2 separate regions of the Pan troglodytes genome follow, and region 2 is linked to region 1. The links are chromatin contacts, called in public HiChIP or PLAC-seq maps. All regions are on one chromosome and are shown on one strand. Each heading gives the region's core, a stretch centred on a gene start, on an enhancer-like site or on the middle of the called end of the contact. The rest is flanking DNA. Distances are from core to core; before and after follow the strand shown.

Region 1 (3,172 bases), core at 337-2,836:
GAGTCAGGGCTTCTTGTCCTACGACTGGTTTAGGGCAGGGGAGGAAAACATCGACAAAGGGTTAAGGCTGTTGGGCAGTTTTTAAAATTCCCAGCCCAGCCTAAAGGTGGTGTCTGTCAACGTGTGGTCGGTCCCTGGATCATCAGTAACAGACCAAGAGTGCAGGTGCTTGCTTAAATCCCAGACTCAGGGACCCATCACAAATCTCTAGAATCAAATTTATGGAAGAGGTGCTAGGGTACTGCAACCTTATTACTAAGGAACAATCTTCTGTTTCAGAACTATGGCCTAGGAATTGGGGTTTCAGGTGGGGGCCTTGAGCGGAAGTCCTCTGACTCTGGATTCATCACATCCGACAGACACTACTACAACACTTTGTTTTGAAGACCATTAAAAAACTACCTCAACTTCTCGCACAGCGAACAGGAACAAAACTAAGGACTCTGGGAGATATTTTCATAAGCTGGTTAAACAGTTCCTTCACAGCCTTGTTTATCATGTTAGTTTGTTCACTAGATTCTTATTTAAAAATAAATCTCTTCAACTGAGGAATTTTCAGAAAGAATCACAAACTCCAAAATAGAAGAGTTTTCTCATAGTGCAGAACTGGGCTTGTAAACCTGAAGACACTGCTATAAAAAGCAAAGTTTTATTTAAAAGAAAATTGCTGGTTAAGGCTTTCCCCAGCTCTTTTGCACTCAGAGCCACGGATGAAAGCTGGCAATTTGCGGGTGGCAGGGAAGGAAGACGCGGAAACAGGGCTGAAAAGACCGAGCAAAATGCGCTCGGCACCAGAGTTCAGGAGGAAGTCCCTACCAACTACCTAATTTTTAATGGAGCCAATTAATTGCCAGAAAAACCGCGTCTGCAAATGTTTTGCCAGTCAACACTCCAGGTTCTCGCCATTCCTCTCCGGCGGGATAAACCACCCGAGGCCTGCAAAAAGCAGTCAAGCAGTCAAGTTACACTTCAGCTGTGCCCACCACCTGGGCGCAGCGTCGCCTCCCTCCCCAGGATCACCAGACTCTGCCCTCCGCGCGGAAACAGGAGCCCATCAAGCCGCTGCCCACAGGTTCCTCGCGCCCAGCTCAGCCCCGCGGCCTTTCGACTCGGGGGTCCGAACCGCCGCCGCGTCCGGAGGAGACGCCCCCTCGGCCACAAAGGGAAGACTCGGGCCACGCCCGCCGCCACACTCTCCCTGCCCGGTCTTCGCGCCCGAAACCGTACCGCGCCGCCACTTACTCGTTGCTCCCCGCCGCGCTGTCGCGCTCAGGGCTGGAATCCGCCCGGGAGGCGCGCGCAGGCCGCGCAGCCAGAAGCCGCAGCCGGGACCGGCTGTGCCGCAGCGGCGCGCGCCCCCCGCCCCGGACCGCGCGGCCACGCGGCTGAGTCACCCAGCGCTTCACGTTAAGAGTCCTCTCCGCGCGTGGCACGCCGGGAAGGCCGTGTCGGGGGACCCCGTCCGGGGCCGCACCGTAAATGGGTGTCGCCTTTCCTCCAGTCCACTCTGCACCCAACCTCAGCGGGCGCACTTTTCTGAGTTGCGCATACCCTCTCAATTATTAAAGGTTGCAGACGGAAAAGTTAGTAGTTTTCAGAATTGTAGAATACGCTCGTGCAGCGCCAGGACGGCTAATGCTTACCCGAAAATGTGGAACCCTGATCTCCCCATGCGTGGAGCGAGGTTGGAGGTAGCGTAGTAAGAATACTGGAGTTGCTTAAACGCATTTGCTCGAAAGTCACTACCCTGGATATATATTCTGGCCAAAAGAAAGGGGAAAAAACTCCACATTTTTCTCAAATACTGAGTTTCATGAAGGTACCTGCTATGACAAAGTTGTATTACAAATTTTAAATCAACCGGAAGCAAGTTACTGGGAAAACTGTGTTATGAGTAAAAGATTTCAACATTCAAAAAACATCTATATATGGTCCATGTCCTATAAACCAAATGCTGGAAAACCCAAAAGGAAGTTCTTATTGTCATGGTTTCTAGTGGCTTTTGTACTTTTAAAAATTACACTAGACCGGGCTTGGTGGCTCACGCCTGTAATCCTTGCACTTTGGGAGGCCGAGGCGGGCAGATCACCTGAGGTTGGGCATTCCAGACCAGCCTGGCCAACATGATGAAACCCTGTCTCTGCTAAAAATACAAAAATTAGCCGGGCGTGGTGGTGGGCGCCTATAACCCTAGCTGTTTGGGAGGCTGAGGCAGGAGAATCACTTGAACCCAGGAGGCAACTGGGAGGTTGCAGTGAAGTTCCCTCTCAAATATATATATATATATATATATATATATATATATATATATACTAATTAAATATACTGATTATGCAAACTATTTGTAAATTGTTGAAAGCTCTATAAACTAATAATAGCACAAATTTTAAAATTCGAAGTCGATTTTCCTTTTCCTTACAAGAGACTCTCTAAAAACTAATTTGGAATTGGATTAGAATTGGTGTTGAAGTGGAAGGAATGTAAGAAAATAGTTTGACTCATTTCAGTAGGTTTCACATGGTTAACGGATACTTGTACAGCAAATTTGTTTTATCAGGGTCAAAAACTTTAATTTTCAAAACTGAAGACATAAATTTTTTCATTATAATTTGGTCTTAGAGGCCTAGAGGGTCATTTTCCATTTCTATTCTCCCTCGTTTATGACTATAAAGTATGCAGGACTGTATTGTGTTTATCTCAACATGGACTAGGCTGTGAGGCTGCACTCGTCATCTGTAAGTCAGTCTCACGTCCCCACGGTGACTCAGCTTCCCTGCTGCTTGCGTCTGTGGCTCTGCCCTCCCAGCACTTCCGGGCTGGCAGAAGATCTAGATTGGAGAATCCTGTAAGGGCTCTCCTTTACCTCTGCCAGAAGTGAGTGGCCTTTTCACTTCTGCTGACGTTTCGCTGTCCTGAACTAGTCACCAGGCTCAACCTGACTGACTCTAAGAAGGCTGTGAGATATAAATTCCTGTATGCCTGGAGAAAAGGAATATGAAAAAAGATTTAGTAAACACATGGCTATAAACCAATTTGAGTGAGTTATAGGCTCCAAACTTTACAACAGTAGCAGAATAGAGGATTGTTCAAACTAATGCCTTTATTTCCATTTTTATAAAGTACAGTGTTATAGCCTTTGAGTCAAAGAAAAATAAAAACCCTTCTGACATTC
Region 2 (3,068 bases), core at 252-2,751, 150 kb before region 1:
GTGACCACACCCTGTGCCCAGGAGTAAGTTCTAAGACCAAACCACTGGTGAAAATTTTTAAAAACATTGCTGGTACCTGTCTTAAGCCTACATTTTAATGGGAAGCGGCTGAAAGAACGAATCTTAAGTTCAAGGAAGATCTTTCGGTCTTAGAAAAAGATGATTAGATTCAGGCTGCAAAATCTGAAACTACATGAAAGTAAAGGTGACTACGGGGGCCATTTAATATGAACTGAAAGGTCCGGTCTTGGTGACTTTACAAAAACATTCTGAGAAGCTTCCCAATTAAATGAGGGGCCAAAAAAAAAAGGCGCCATAAAAATAAAAAGGCCGTGACCTGGAATACAACTCGGCTATCGGCTCCCCTTTGTGGTTCCCAACTCCCAGGTAACCCCCTATCCTGGCTCATGCCCCAATGAGAAATATAAACATCTCCACTCCAAGACTAGGAAACCCTCTGATGGGCCGGGAGCCCCCGCCACCGCCCCGTGCTGAACGTCACAAAATGGCGGCGGCGCCTCTTTGTCTCAATCTGGCGCCGCCATTGGGCCTGGCTCCTTGGTACAGTTAAATTCCACTTTCACCTCATTCCCTCTTTCGCTGGTCTCTTACCGAGATCTAGGGTTAAAAAATGCGGCGGCTCAAATCCACACGCTCCGATGAGTCTTCCCGCTTTCCTCCGGCCCGACGCCAACCAACTCTCTCACTCACCCGGCGTCCACGAAATGGCGGACCACCGCCTTCTCCTCGCCTTTATTTATACGCCATACTGGAATCACATGATTGGACGGGCTCCCCCAATGAGAAGCAGAAGAGGCCGTGACGTAATGGCTACAAACGCGCGAGAGCCGCGGTTGCTGGGAGCGCGCTCTGGCGGTTGCGCCGGGTGGGTGGAGACGTGCGTCGGCGCGCGCTCGTTGTAACAGGCCTGGTGCTCCCTCGAGCGTTCCTCCCGGTCTGTCGACCTCCAGGTTACCCACAGACTCCTCTTCCTCACCTCCAAATAGGCTGGGGCTTCATAAACAGCACCGTCGCCGTCACGCTCAAACACTAATAGGAGCCGTTGGCCCCTAACAAGATTAAGAGATGAATTAATTAAGTGCTTCACCCTTGTGAGCGGTTAGTCTGGAACTAAGAGCATCGCGTTTACAAACAGGTCACGGAGCTGTTTGTGACCCAGCTGGCACCAGACTGTGGCCGCCTAGATTCCACACTGAAGGAAAAGCCTGGTTTGGAAAGTTTGCCCAACTCTTGCTGGTTTCTCGTCTCTCACGCAAACTTGCAGGACTTGGCGCCGACAGCAAAGGAGACCGGTCAGGTGACCTGGAAACTATCACCTTTAGCAAACACCCGGAAAGGGAAGTTTCTGAAGAAGATTGAATGTAAATTCTGGCCCCCAAGCAAATGCCAGGAGGGGTATCTCGAGCCTTTCTCCTAGCAGCCCTTGCACTGCCTGGCATGTATTTTGTCCGGGCCACTTCCCTTAGGAAGACAGAGCCGCAAGAGTAATTAAGGGGAGAGAGACTGTGATTGGGTTAGAAAAATCACCAAGGGCTGGGCGCGGTGGCTCATGCCTGTAATCCCAGCACTTTGGGAGGCCGAGGCAGGCGGATCACTTGAGATCAGGAGTTCAAGACCAGCCTGGCCAACATGGTGAAATCCCGTCTCTATTAAAAATACAAATATCTGGGCATGGTGGCAGGCGCCTGTTAATCCCAGCTACTTGGGAGGTTGAGAGCAGGAGAATCGCTTGAACCCAGGAGGCGGAGGTTGCCGTGAGCTGAGATCCTACCACTGCACAAAAAAAAGAGAGAGAAAAAGAACCTGTCTTTTTATTTATTCCCTCTTAGCTGAAAGATATGCCAATTATTATGTTTTATCTTTTTTCTTTTTTTTTTTTCTTTTTTTTTTTTTTGAGATGGAGTCTCGTTCTGTTGCCCAGGCTGGAGTGCAATGGCGCGACCTAGGCTCACTGCAAACTCCGCCTCACGGGTTCAAGCGATTCTCCTACCTCAGCTTCCCGAGTAGCTGGGATTGCAGGCAACTGCCACCACACCCGGCTAATTTTTGTATTTTTAATAGAGACGGGGTTTCACCATGATGGTCAGGCTGGTCTCGAACTCGCCACCTCAGGCGATTCTCCCGCCTCGGCCTCCCAAAGTGCTGGTATTACAGGCGTGAGCCACAGCACCCGGCCAGCCAATTAATATGTTTTAACTTTCCCAGGTATTTTTCTTTTGAAGCCTTACCTCTTATTGTGGTTCTAAAAGGTTTATCTGTAGTGGAGGAGAAAAATACAGATTTATTACATCTCAGCCTAGTTTCCTCACCTGTAAAAGGGGGGAAGGGGATCCTAGCAAACCTTTTCTTATTTCTCTCTCGTCTAGATTTTTTTTTTTCTGGCTCACTTATATTTGCCTTGATTTGTTCCCCTCCTCTATGTAAGCTTTTCTCCTCTTTTTCATTTTCTTTCCTTCTATCAAATCAAAGGCTCTGGAGTCAGGCAGTCCTGGATTTGGCCCCAGCCCCCACTGCTAGTTACTGGCTGAAGCATCCTGAGAAGAACGTTTAACCTCTCTGTTTCCTCTGTATAAAATAACCCCAAGCTTGCAGCGTTACAGATGTTAGGTTTTCTCACTTTGGCCAATTGTGGTCACACCTGCATCCCCAGGGCTTGGAAACGATACAGCAGCCAAGCAATACATATTTGTTTATTTTTAGTTATTTATTTATTTTTGAGACTCTGGGTCTGGCTCTGTCACCCAGGCTGGAGTACAGTGGTTCGATCTCGCCTCACGGCAACGTCCACCTGCCGGGCTCGAGCAATTCTCCTGCCTCAGCCTCCCCAACAACTAGGACCACAGGCGCGAGCACAAATGCCCAGCTAATTTTCGTATTTTTTGTAGAGACAGGATTTCACCATGTGGCCCAGGCTGGTCTAGAACTCCTGAGCTCAAAGCCATCCACCCTCCTCTGCCTCCCAAAGTGCTGGGATTACAGCCATGAGTCACGGCACCTGGCCTTTTTTTTTTTTTCCTTTTTTTTCTTTCTTTTTTTTTTGAAACAGG

Evidence for each region. HiChIP or PLAC-seq counts read pairs in DNA pulled down with a chosen protein or histone mark.
Region 2: a contact with region 1 is called in an H3K4me3 HiChIP or PLAC-seq map of stem cell-derived excitatory neurons, with 4 times the contacts expected there. The contact joins the promoter of SRSF3 here to the promoter of KCTD20 in region 1. A contact is called at or near these places in 1 of 7 Hi-C or Micro-C datasets (stem cell-derived neural progenitor cells) and 1 of 1 datasets of contacts at active chromatin or transcription factors (stem cell-derived excitatory neurons).

The regions. Positions count from the first base shown.
Region 1 is chr5:42,314,749-42,317,920 of NHGRI_mPanTro3-v2.0_pri, reverse strand. It overlaps KCTD20 (potassium channel tetramerization domain containing 20), which reads right to left and starts at 1,586. Exons shown (of 8, transcript XM_527371.7): 1 at 1,243-1,586.
Region 2 is chr5:42,466,357-42,469,424 of NHGRI_mPanTro3-v2.0_pri, reverse strand. SRSF3 (serine and arginine rich splicing factor 3) reads right to left here and starts at 1,501. Exons shown (of 6, transcript XM_001173216.7): 1 at 613-1,501.